Regions from separate parts of the Mus musculus genome. Here regions 1 and 3 are each linked to region 2. The links are chromatin contacts, called in public HiChIP or PLAC-seq maps. All regions are on one chromosome and are shown on one strand. The core of a region is the stretch at or near the end of the contact, and the rest is flanking DNA. Distances in the headings are between cores, read along the strand shown. Region 1 overlaps Thap4 (THAP domain containing 4). Region 2 holds the start of Crocc2 (ciliary rootlet coiled-coil, rootletin family member 2). Region 3 holds the start of Bok (BCL2-related ovarian killer).

Region 1 (3,187 bases), core at 456-2,955, 540 kb before region 2:
TTGTTTGATTTCCTGAGTTCTCCATCAAGAGTTTTATTCTTTAGTGATTCCATTTCTCTGTAAATTCTATTTTCATATCTTGAATTGTTTTCAATAATTTATTCAACTGTTTACTTGTGGTTTCTGGTCTTCATTGAGACATGTAGGGTCCTTGAATATATTCATAGTTGCTATTTGAAGTCCTCTCTTGCACTTCAGCTACATTGCTTTTCTCATGAAAGACTACAGTGGGGTGCTGATTCCTCCAGACATGCTGTGTATCTTGGTTGTTAATGTTTGTATTTGAGGATGTGACCTGTTACCTGAGCATGCGGAGTCAGGACATCTGTGGGTATCTGTTCACTCCTCTGCTGGGTGTGTGTTAGGTCTCTGTTGGGTTGTGGATCCCTGGATGAGTCTCAGGAACCACTTGGGTTTCAGGGACCAGTGTCTGGTGGCTGGCTGAAGTTGTGTTTTTAGCTTTAGACACAGAAAGCAGCCCCAGATAAGTGGGAAGGGTGATAGGTGAGTGTCCAGGAAGGTGACTGACCCTGGTGGACTCAGAGGCTGAGTACTGTTCCTGTGGTTGATAATAAGTCAGGTGTGTGTGTGTGTGTGTGTGTGTGTGTGTGTGTGTCACAAAGTCTTGTGTGTCTCAGGCTGCTATGATACTCCTGTTTCAACCTCCTAGTGGATTATAGTTGGCACCACCACATCCAGGTTATTTAGTGCTGAGGATCTAACCCAAGGCTTCATGCGTGCAAGCAAGCACTCTACCAACTGAACTACATCCTCAAATCCCTAACTAGAATCTTGCTTTGTTTGTCTGTTTTTAAATTTATTCAGAGATAGATAGGGCTGCAAAGATGGCTCAGCAGTTAAGAGCACTGGCTATTCTTCCGGAGGTCCTGAGTTCATTTCCCAGCAACCACATAATGGCTCACAACCCTCTCTAATGGAATCTGATGCCCTCTTCTTGTGTGCATGAAGACATGTACTCATGTACATTAAATAAATGAATGAATTTATGTAGGTAGGTAAGTAGGTAGATAGATAGATAGATAGATAGATAGATAGATAGATAGATAGATAGATAGAGTATGTGTATGTGTGGTCCTCTGTTAGAGCCATAAGCACTCTTAACCACTCTCTGGGGCCATCTCTCTAGCCCCCTTAACTAGACTTGGAATAACTGACATTTTTATCTTTTTTTTCTCAGGAAAAGGGTTTGGGGGTCCACATAATGGGTGTGGCAAAAGCAGCCAGTGGTTCAGAAGCACTGAAGTGATAGGCCCTTAGAGAGATCCTCAGACATTCATTTATCATATGGTCACACTGTGTTCACAAGCATTCTATACACAAGGACATGACTCAGAGTCTACTCATATTCTTGTGAAAAGAGCCATATAATATAATAGACCAGTGTTCCCCAAATGCTGACCCAGTGTCCTCTAAAACATTTGCTGTAGTGTAGGGCTCAGATGAAAGTGGGAGGTTATAGGCAGCAGAATGCCAGCATATGTTAACAGATACCAATCAATAGGTGAGTTCTTGAAAGCTGAGCACATACCTGCCCGTATCCACCTGCTGCTTGGGAGAAGTGGCTGAGGAGCCTAGAACCACAGCCTTGATCATGGTGTGCCCCACGGTGTTACACCCAGAGTCGTAACCTTGGTGGGGTATTCCCTACTCATAGGCCTGTGACCAGTGATTAACACAGGCGGATGCTCCAGTGTTTATTCAATATTTTTGTTTTTTCCAAATAAACCCCAGGCTAGCTTGGAGCCAGGCTGACCTAGAATTTGAGACAGTTCTCTTGTCCAGGCCTGCAGAGTGCTAGGATTATAGGCGTGTGCCACCACACCCAGCCTTTGTTGAATCCTTTGAAGATATAAACTTAAGTGTTCTGTCTTGTTCTCCATTCAGATCACTCGGAAATTCAGGCTGAATTCTGAAGGCAAACTTGAACAGACGGTCTCTATGGCAACCACTACACAGCCAATGACTCAACATCTTCACATTACCTACAAGAAGGTGACCCCTTAACCTGGAGCCACTCCCAGAGCCTGTTTGGTAGACATGGTGTGGTCACAGGCTCTGCTGACACTGAAGTGTTGTCCAGGTGTTCTTGTAATGGCATAGAAAACCAAATAAAAGGCCTTTATTTTTATGGCTGAAGATTTTGAATATTATCACTGTGTAGACTGTACATTTTTTATCTGCTGCTGATAGTTTATATTACAGTCTTTAAGATATTAAGAAACAATCAAATACTCGCTCCCTCCCTCTCTCCCCTTCCACCTCCACCTGCTTTCTACAAGTTTTGTTTTTGCTTTTTGTAATACTGGGGATCCAACCCATGCTAGGCAAAGACTATACTGAGTACTACACCCTCCAGCACCTACCTCTTCTATAGAGATCCTCTCTTCCTTCCTTCCTTCTTCTTTTCAACATAGCCCAAGCTTGCTTTGAACTTACGATCCTCCTACCTCAGCCTCCCAAGTACTGGCATCAGAGGTCTGTACTACCAGGCCTGGAAAGCTTTTTTCATAATACACCCGTGTGGGGAACCTCGTGTGGCATGCAGAGACAGGGTCAAATACTGGGCAAAACCACTCAAGCTTCGAGAGGGAACACCTGGGAACAGGAACCATTACCATAGAACAGTTGTCAGTATCTCAGACCTCCGAGGAGAGCCCTGGGCTGGTACCCCAGCAGCCATAGGCCGCTTGATCATGAAGACTGTGTCCAGAGTCAGCTCTGCTGCCAAGGGTATGCTGAAAGATCCTCTTGTGCTAGGGAAGGCCACCACTTCCCCTGCACTCCAGGCTCTCCCTTTACCCTGTAGCCTGAAAGCTGTACCTAATTCTGCCGGAAGCACTCCAGGAGGTTGACTTTTTACTTTACCGCGTGTGAGGAGCTCACACACAGATGCTCGTCCCCGCCAGCATGTTTGCTGAAGCGTACAACCTCCTTTTCTTCTTCCCCAAGTACTGGAGTTGGAAGCCAGGACTCTGAGCATTAGCCCCACCAGCCTAGCCTAGCTCTCAGCCTTGCCTTCTGTCAGCCTTCTCCCTGGAAGTCCTGTGTGTGACCATAAGGTCAGCCACATGGCTGTCTCGTTCTCTGTTCCTTCTGATTGTCATGCTGGGGTTCTCTCAGACGCTGTCAGAGTTGACCACCTGAGCCACGCAGCTGACAGGCTCAC
Region 2 (2,899 bases), core at 307-2,806:
TGAGCCAATGGGTGCTGGGCTGTGAGTGTTCTGTGAGCTCTGGTGTGCTGACTCTCTTTCTGAACCCATCACCGGCCTTGCCGTCAGAATTCAGCCTGAGACCCTTTGGGTAGAAGTGTGCCAGTGTCCGCTCAGGTGAGAGTACCCACCCAGGACACTCTCTTTTCTTGTTGCATCAATTAACTTATTGTTTTAATTACATTTATTTAGTTGTGTGTGGGTTTGGGGTGTGTATGTGCCGTAGTGTGTGTGTAGATGTCTGAGGGTAAATTTTGGAGTTGGATTTCTTTACCACGTGACTTCCAGGGATCAAGCTCAGGTCATCAGACTCGGAGGCAACTGTCTTCACCCACTGAGCCATCTCCTCCACCCCAACTGACTTTAATATTCTGTTTGCATCACGGTCTGTCCTATGTGGGCAGATGTGTATGTCTATGTGTACAAAGATGCTAACAGGCTATTTAGCCACCTGACACCATCTGTGCGGTTGGTTACTCCTCTCAGGGGATCTGATATATTGTTTACCTAGGACCATGTCAACCCCCTGCAGCATGGCTTTGAGGGTCTGAGAGCTGGGTTAATGAACTCTCTGAGTCAGCAGGTCCATCTGGGGTACAGTGAGTCCCCAGTGGTCGGGGACTGTCTGGCTGGGGTGGCTGGATGATGACAGTGTAGGGATGTGGGCTGGCAAGTAGGTGGGCTTTTAGTAATGGGACATGGTGAGGGGGACAGGGATACAGGACCAGTTGTGTTGTTCCTATTTTCCAGGTAAGTTCTGTGAAGATAGAAATGGAACTTCTGCAGTTTATAGAGTGGGTACTGGGGTTATCTCCAAATTGAAGCCCCTCTTCTAAGCTCAGACTCAATTGCTCCCATACCTAGCCACTAACACAGTGGAGCCCCTCACCCTGTCCCTTCCACGTTGGTGTGCAGGCTGCAAGCCTAGGACTCCAGAGGGGTGCTGGCTTTCTGAGCCACTTCGCCTGTCTGGAGATCTGCACTTGCACGCTCATATTCACACTGAGCATGTGCGCAGGTAGAATGTGCTCCTGGTGGGGGGTGGGAGGAGGGGGTGCAGCTGCACGCCGGGCAGCAGGCAGCGGGCAGCGTCCTATTTAAAAGTGCTCTCAAGACCTGCTCTCCAGGGGTCACGGAGGGGGCAGCCACTTCACTGACCTTGATCACTGTGTCCAACCCCAGCTGAGACTGCTCCGTGGTGTCTCCATCATCAGGATTGCTGGAAGTGGAGCTCATCTTGGGCAGAAGCACAGGACCTCAAATAGTTTGTACCTGGGCTCCTCAGCACGTCTCTTCTTTGAGCCTCAACCACCCAGTACCTTCCTGTGTGCAGTACCTGGAGCCACTGTGCTGGTTTGGCCCGTTGAATTCACTTGCTCCTGAGCACCCAGATGCCCCACCTTGATTGTGGAGACCACACGCCAAACAAGCCCATGAGTGTTGCTGTGGCAACCAGGACGCTGAGTGCCCAGGTTTCCCTGGAAATAGGAGTAAGGGCTTGCTGTGAGAGCTAAGGAACACTGTTGCCTGAAGCGGTTTCCCCGGAGACCTGGAGTGAAGCTGACCGGAGGGAGGGACCAGCGTCTTCCTAGAGCCCCCGTTTACTGTTTAGGGAGACTTGTTTGCTTGCTGATCACACCCAGGGGTGCAGACCACAAGCCCATTCAGGGTCACTAACTGACTTAGTTCATGTGCCAAAGAACTTTGTGATCGGTAGTGAGATGTGTGTCACAGATGTCTAAGGATTAGGGAGGGACAGAGCTTCCCCAGGAACAAAGGTCTTCCTTTGTAGCAAAGGTTTCCTCTTGGAGCCTGGCAGGTTACCTGCTCTGCAGTGCCCTACTTAGACACATAGAGAATGCATCCTTCCCCAGTTACCCTGTTGGTACTAATCTGGTACTAAACTTACCAATACAGACGCTCAACCTACTTCTGAGACCTTCTGAACTCTGCTGCCATTTCTGCGCAGTCACTCTGTAATCCATGCATATGCATACAGATAGAGAGATAGATTCGCTGTGTGCTATGTGATGTCAGCGTTAACATTAGTAATTAAAGTTAGAACAAGAGAATCTGCCTTTACCTTAGGCCAGGCTACCCAAGCAGGTGGGACTATATGTAAAACGTGTTATTGAAACTGCTAAATCTTATATGTTCATTGTTAGTCAATAAATTTTGACACAGAAAACACAAGCACATTCCATCTATTTTTCTGGGCACAGTGTGCTCATGACAGAGAGGTTCCAGGAAGAGGGGGGCTGGTTCTCAGGAGGGGCCACCCTGTTTCTTACTCAGGCATCCCTCCTGACCCCTATATCCATTTCTAGGTCATAGGATGGACTCTGCCAGTGGACAGATGCTTTGTTCTGTCCTCCTCTCTTGTCCGAAAGCCCTTGATGTTGTTCACCGATCCACCCCTCCTGGCCATGTGCAGGAGCTTGAGACCCCCATCCTTGCACTCTGGATACTGGTTGGTTGGGGCCCTTATGTGGTCCGTGAGTGTAGCTTCTGGTCCAGGGCTATTGATGACAAGGAGAATTTTCAGTGCAAGTCCAGAGTATATTCTTCAACGAATCCTGTTAGATTGTGTACAGTGTGTCTCAGCAGGGCCTTGGCTAGGCCTGACCCTTCTCCTAACTAACAGGACTGTTGGACCCAGAACCCTGGACCTCCTGTCCTGCTACAGTTGCAAGGGCATGCTCTGTCCCCACTGTCCATTCTCCCAGCATGTGACCGATTTTGCCCCATCTGTGCCCACCTGTCTGGCAGACTGTTCAATACTTCTGTACTTGGAGGGAGACTCCTTTTCAGAGAGGCTCCTGCCGTCATTTCTTCCTCCATACCTGAAAACTCACCAGAAACAGCCCCAGGACACGACAAA
Region 3 (3,259 bases), core at 623-3,122, 520 kb before region 2:
TCTTACAGGGCTCCCTCCAACCAGGAGAATGCACACCCACTCCCCCATTTATTTGTCTCTGCTATCACTTCGCAGTACCTTACAGACCCAAGCCCCAACCTGGCTATGCTAATGTGAACCGTCCAGGATCAAGGGTTCTTCCCCATCACATATCCAGGCCTTAGAGGAGCTAAAGAAAGCTGCTGAGCTAGCTAGCTATGTGTGACCCCCAGAAACAAGTGTCCCAGATATTCTTCAAGAAGGCCCTGGGGGGCCTTCCCATCAAGGGAAACTGCAGAGGGTGTCGGACCTCGGCCAATAACTGAAAGGCCTATTTTCCAAAACAAACATTGGGACACGTGGTACCACAAAGGATTTTTTAGTCCAGCAGAGTACAAGGGTCACAATAAAGTTTAGCTGCTAAAATACTGCTCCTCCAGAGCTTTCTGTGTTTTATGGCAAGAGTGTCTGTGATCTGGACTAAGCAGGAACCAGGAGGGGGGAGGTTGACAAAGGAGCCTGCAAGCAGACAAGCCTGGGGACAAAGAGCAGCGCCAGCCTGGGTGGCCTATCCTTGCACCCTCTCCATTCCAGACAGATTTGGGCTCCCACGCACGCCTCCTCTCTCAGCGCCAGCGGGAGGGTGAGGCACAACCGCAGAAGGGCTGGTCATGTCACAAGAAGGGAATGTCTGTGCAGAACAGCTGTACCGGGAACCCTGAAACACTGCGGGCAGGCCCATCCAACCAGCTATAGAGGGGCGGCCTGGGATGGTACCTGCTGGTGCCCCACACTCACCCAAGCGCAGCAGCACTGTGCACACCTCTGCCAAGCGTCCTCCAGGGGCAGGCGAGGCACGCTCTGGAGCGCTCCAGGAGAGGCCGGCGCGCAAAAGCCGCGCGTGCACGTACTCCCGGCCTAGTGCCTTAGCCTGGGCCACCAGCTCCTTGTCTGTGGGCGAGCGATCAAAGGCGTCCATGATCTCCGCTGCAAAGACAGAAGAGCGCCGCAGCACCTCCATGGCCGAAGCGCGGGCGAGAGGCGCCACACCTACGAATAGACTGAGTTCAGACCGGACCGCCTCCAGCCAGGTGGCGAAAGGACTCCCGCCACGGGAGGAGACCCAGAAGCGCGGCCCGAGGCACAGCGGTCCCCACCGCGTGCGCGATTCAAACAACACAGGAGGTTGGCTGTGCGCCGCCCTCAAAAAGGGCCGGTTTCCGATAGCCTCTCGTTTTGCACCCCAAATCTTTTAAAAGTCTCGGGTTCTTTTTAGGTTCTAAATTAAATCTCGCAGATCCCAGCGGTGGTCAGGGGTTGGAAACACCGCAGGGAAGTGGCGATAGGTTCTTTAATCACAGCGCCCAGGCTCCAGGACCAATTTGGGGGAGAAGAGGATGCAGAGTAGCCTGCTGCGACCAGCCGACAAGCAGGACCCCGCGGGCTCCTCCCTGCCGACGAGTGGGGTCCTAAGGAAGGCTCCAAACTGCGCGGCAGTCCCCGGGCTCGGAGACCACGCACCTGCGCACCTCGCAGAGCCCGTGTTTGTCCCCGGTGTCGCTGTTCCCATGGTGCTACATCCAGGGCACCGACGCCACGCCCGCCCGACTCACCTCTCCCGCCTCATGGCGCGCGGGGCGGCGGTGGAGTTCTGGTTTCAGGACCCGCTCGCTGCCGTCTCCGGCGGTCTAGACCCTTCCATTCAAACCCGCGAGCGCGCGCCCCGCCCCAGCGCCCGCCCCGTCCACACCCGAGCTGAAGCACAGGCTCCGCCGGTCTTCCCGCGCGCTCGCAGAAGTCCTGGTCCCGAGGGGTGCGGGAGGCGTACCGCGGTCTCCCCGCGGGCGAGAAGCCAGGCTTAGGGCTTCGCCTTCTAAGGAAACGGCAACCCCCGGGGGCGGAGCCGCAGCCCAGCTCTGCCCAACGCCTCCCTGGTTTAAGAAAGGCCAGCACAAGTTCTCGGGATGCGCCCGGGAACGCCGCCAGACTGGAGCTGTCCCGGCAGGCAGCGCGAAGAACATCCAGCTCTGACACCAACCCACTGGGGCGCACCAAGTTCCATTTTAAAATGAGCTGACTTATATTTCCTTATTGTCTTATAGAGGCTCCTTAAAGATCCTGGATTCTTGAAGTTGTAGGAGATCTGATGCCCTCTTCTGATCTCCAAGGACACCAGGCATGCACGGGGATTCACAGACATGGAGGCAGGCAAACATTCATACACAAAACAAAAATAACAATAAGTAAATATTTAAAAATAGATTCTGCATTCTTGGCTTAATAGAGCCTTTGGAGTGTGGTGAAGACTTGGGTATGTACATGGTTGAAGATACTACAAATACCCATCCATTCCCACTCAAGTCTAGCTTTGCTTTTAATGAGCTGGACTTATTTATATCCAATCCAATATATAATCTTTTGTAGTTAGTTATCTCTCATTAGGGTATTTCCCTTTGACAGAAAAAGGGGAGGGAGGGAGAGAGACAGAGACACAGAGAGAGGCAGAGACAGAGAGACTCACAAAGAGAGAGAGGCTTGTCTGGAGCTCTGTGTTGACCAGCTGGTCCAACCTGCAGGAATCACCCAGCCCCTGGCTCCGGAGTACTAGACTACAGCGGTCTTCAGAAGCTTAGTTACTTTAGGATTCATACTTAGACCTATGCTGGATCACAGACATCGTTGTGAACAGTGTGGCAGTGAATCCGAGCTCCCTTTTTCCATACCGATTTCCAAGAAAGTCAACATCATCTACTAGACTCTGGTCTTCTCCTTCATCTTTGGACCCAACTGCAAAATCTCAACAATGGGATTTGCTAACTCGACCTAGTTTGTGTAAGTAAAACACTTCACTTAGAGCTATAAAATGCATATTCTACACACGCACACCAAAATAGACTACACCTGAAACCATAAACAAGTGTCAACAAATTTCAAAGAACCAAAATCATACAGTAATTACTCTCTGAATTAAAGCTAAATTGCAGAAAAACCAGTGGAAGTCTCCAAATGCTTGGAAATGAAACAGCGTACTTATAATGAGGCAATAAATAATAAATCACAATGAAAATGTTAAAAGGTTTATTTATGTGTTTTATGTAGATGGGTGTTTTATCTGGATGTATGTCTGCACACAAGAAGAAAGCATTGGATCTCACAGGACTACAGTTATAAGTGGTTGTGAGCCACCATGTGGTTGTTGGGAATTGAACTCAGTACTTCCGGAAGAGCAGTCAGTGCTTGTAACCGCTGAGCCACCTCTCCAGTCCTACCATGGAAATAT

Evidence for each region. HiChIP or PLAC-seq counts read pairs in DNA pulled down with a chosen protein or histone mark.
Region 1: a contact with region 2 is called in a FOXA1 HiChIP or PLAC-seq map of pancreatic cancer cells. The contact joins the enhancer-like site here to the promoter of Crocc2 in region 2. A contact is called at or near these places in 11 of 39 promoter capture datasets (the C10 cell line, cranial neural crest, embryonic stem cells and 8 more), 1 of 484 Hi-C or Micro-C datasets (embryonic stem cells), 1 of 115 datasets of contacts at active chromatin or transcription factors (pancreatic cancer cells) and 1 of 9 other capture datasets (pancreatic islet).
Region 3: an H3K4me3 HiChIP or PLAC-seq map of embryonic stem cells shows a contact between it and region 2, with 6 times the contacts expected there. The contact joins the promoter of Bok here to the promoter of Crocc2 in region 2. A contact is called at or near these places in 16 of 39 promoter capture datasets (the 3T3-L1 cell line, the C10 cell line, the SN4741 cell line and 11 more), 1 of 15 datasets of contacts at CTCF or cohesin (the NIH/3T3 cell line), 1 of 484 Hi-C or Micro-C datasets (cortical neurons) and 5 of 115 datasets of contacts at active chromatin or transcription factors (the NIH/3T3 cell line, embryonic forebrain, embryonic stem cells and 2 more).

What each region holds. Positions count from the first base shown.
Region 1 is chr1:93,704,374-93,707,560 of GRCm38.p6, reverse strand. Thap4 (THAP domain containing 4) reads left to right here. Exons shown (of 6, transcript NM_025920.3): 6 at 1,906-2,170. The coding sequence ends at 2,025. Among named protein-coding and RNA genes, the nearest start is that of Bok, 20 kb to the right of the region's middle. Within about 2 kb of position 1,705, at least 36 of the 459 cell types and tissues checked have an H3K27ac peak or open chromatin away from gene starts, as enhancers often do. A contact at or near this core is called in embryonic stem cells and pancreatic cancer cells, where this site is marked.
Region 2 is chr1:93,167,080-93,169,978 of GRCm38.p6, reverse strand. Crocc2 (ciliary rootlet coiled-coil, rootletin family member 2) reads right to left here and starts at 1,556. Exons shown (of 32, transcript NM_001310428.1): 1 at 1,177-1,556. The coding sequence starts at 1,254.
Region 3 is chr1:93,684,188-93,687,446 of GRCm38.p6, reverse strand. Bok (BCL2-related ovarian killer) reads right to left here and starts at 1,872. Exons shown (of 5, transcript NM_016778.3): 1 at 1,593-1,872; 2 at 778-1,029. The coding sequence starts at 1,000.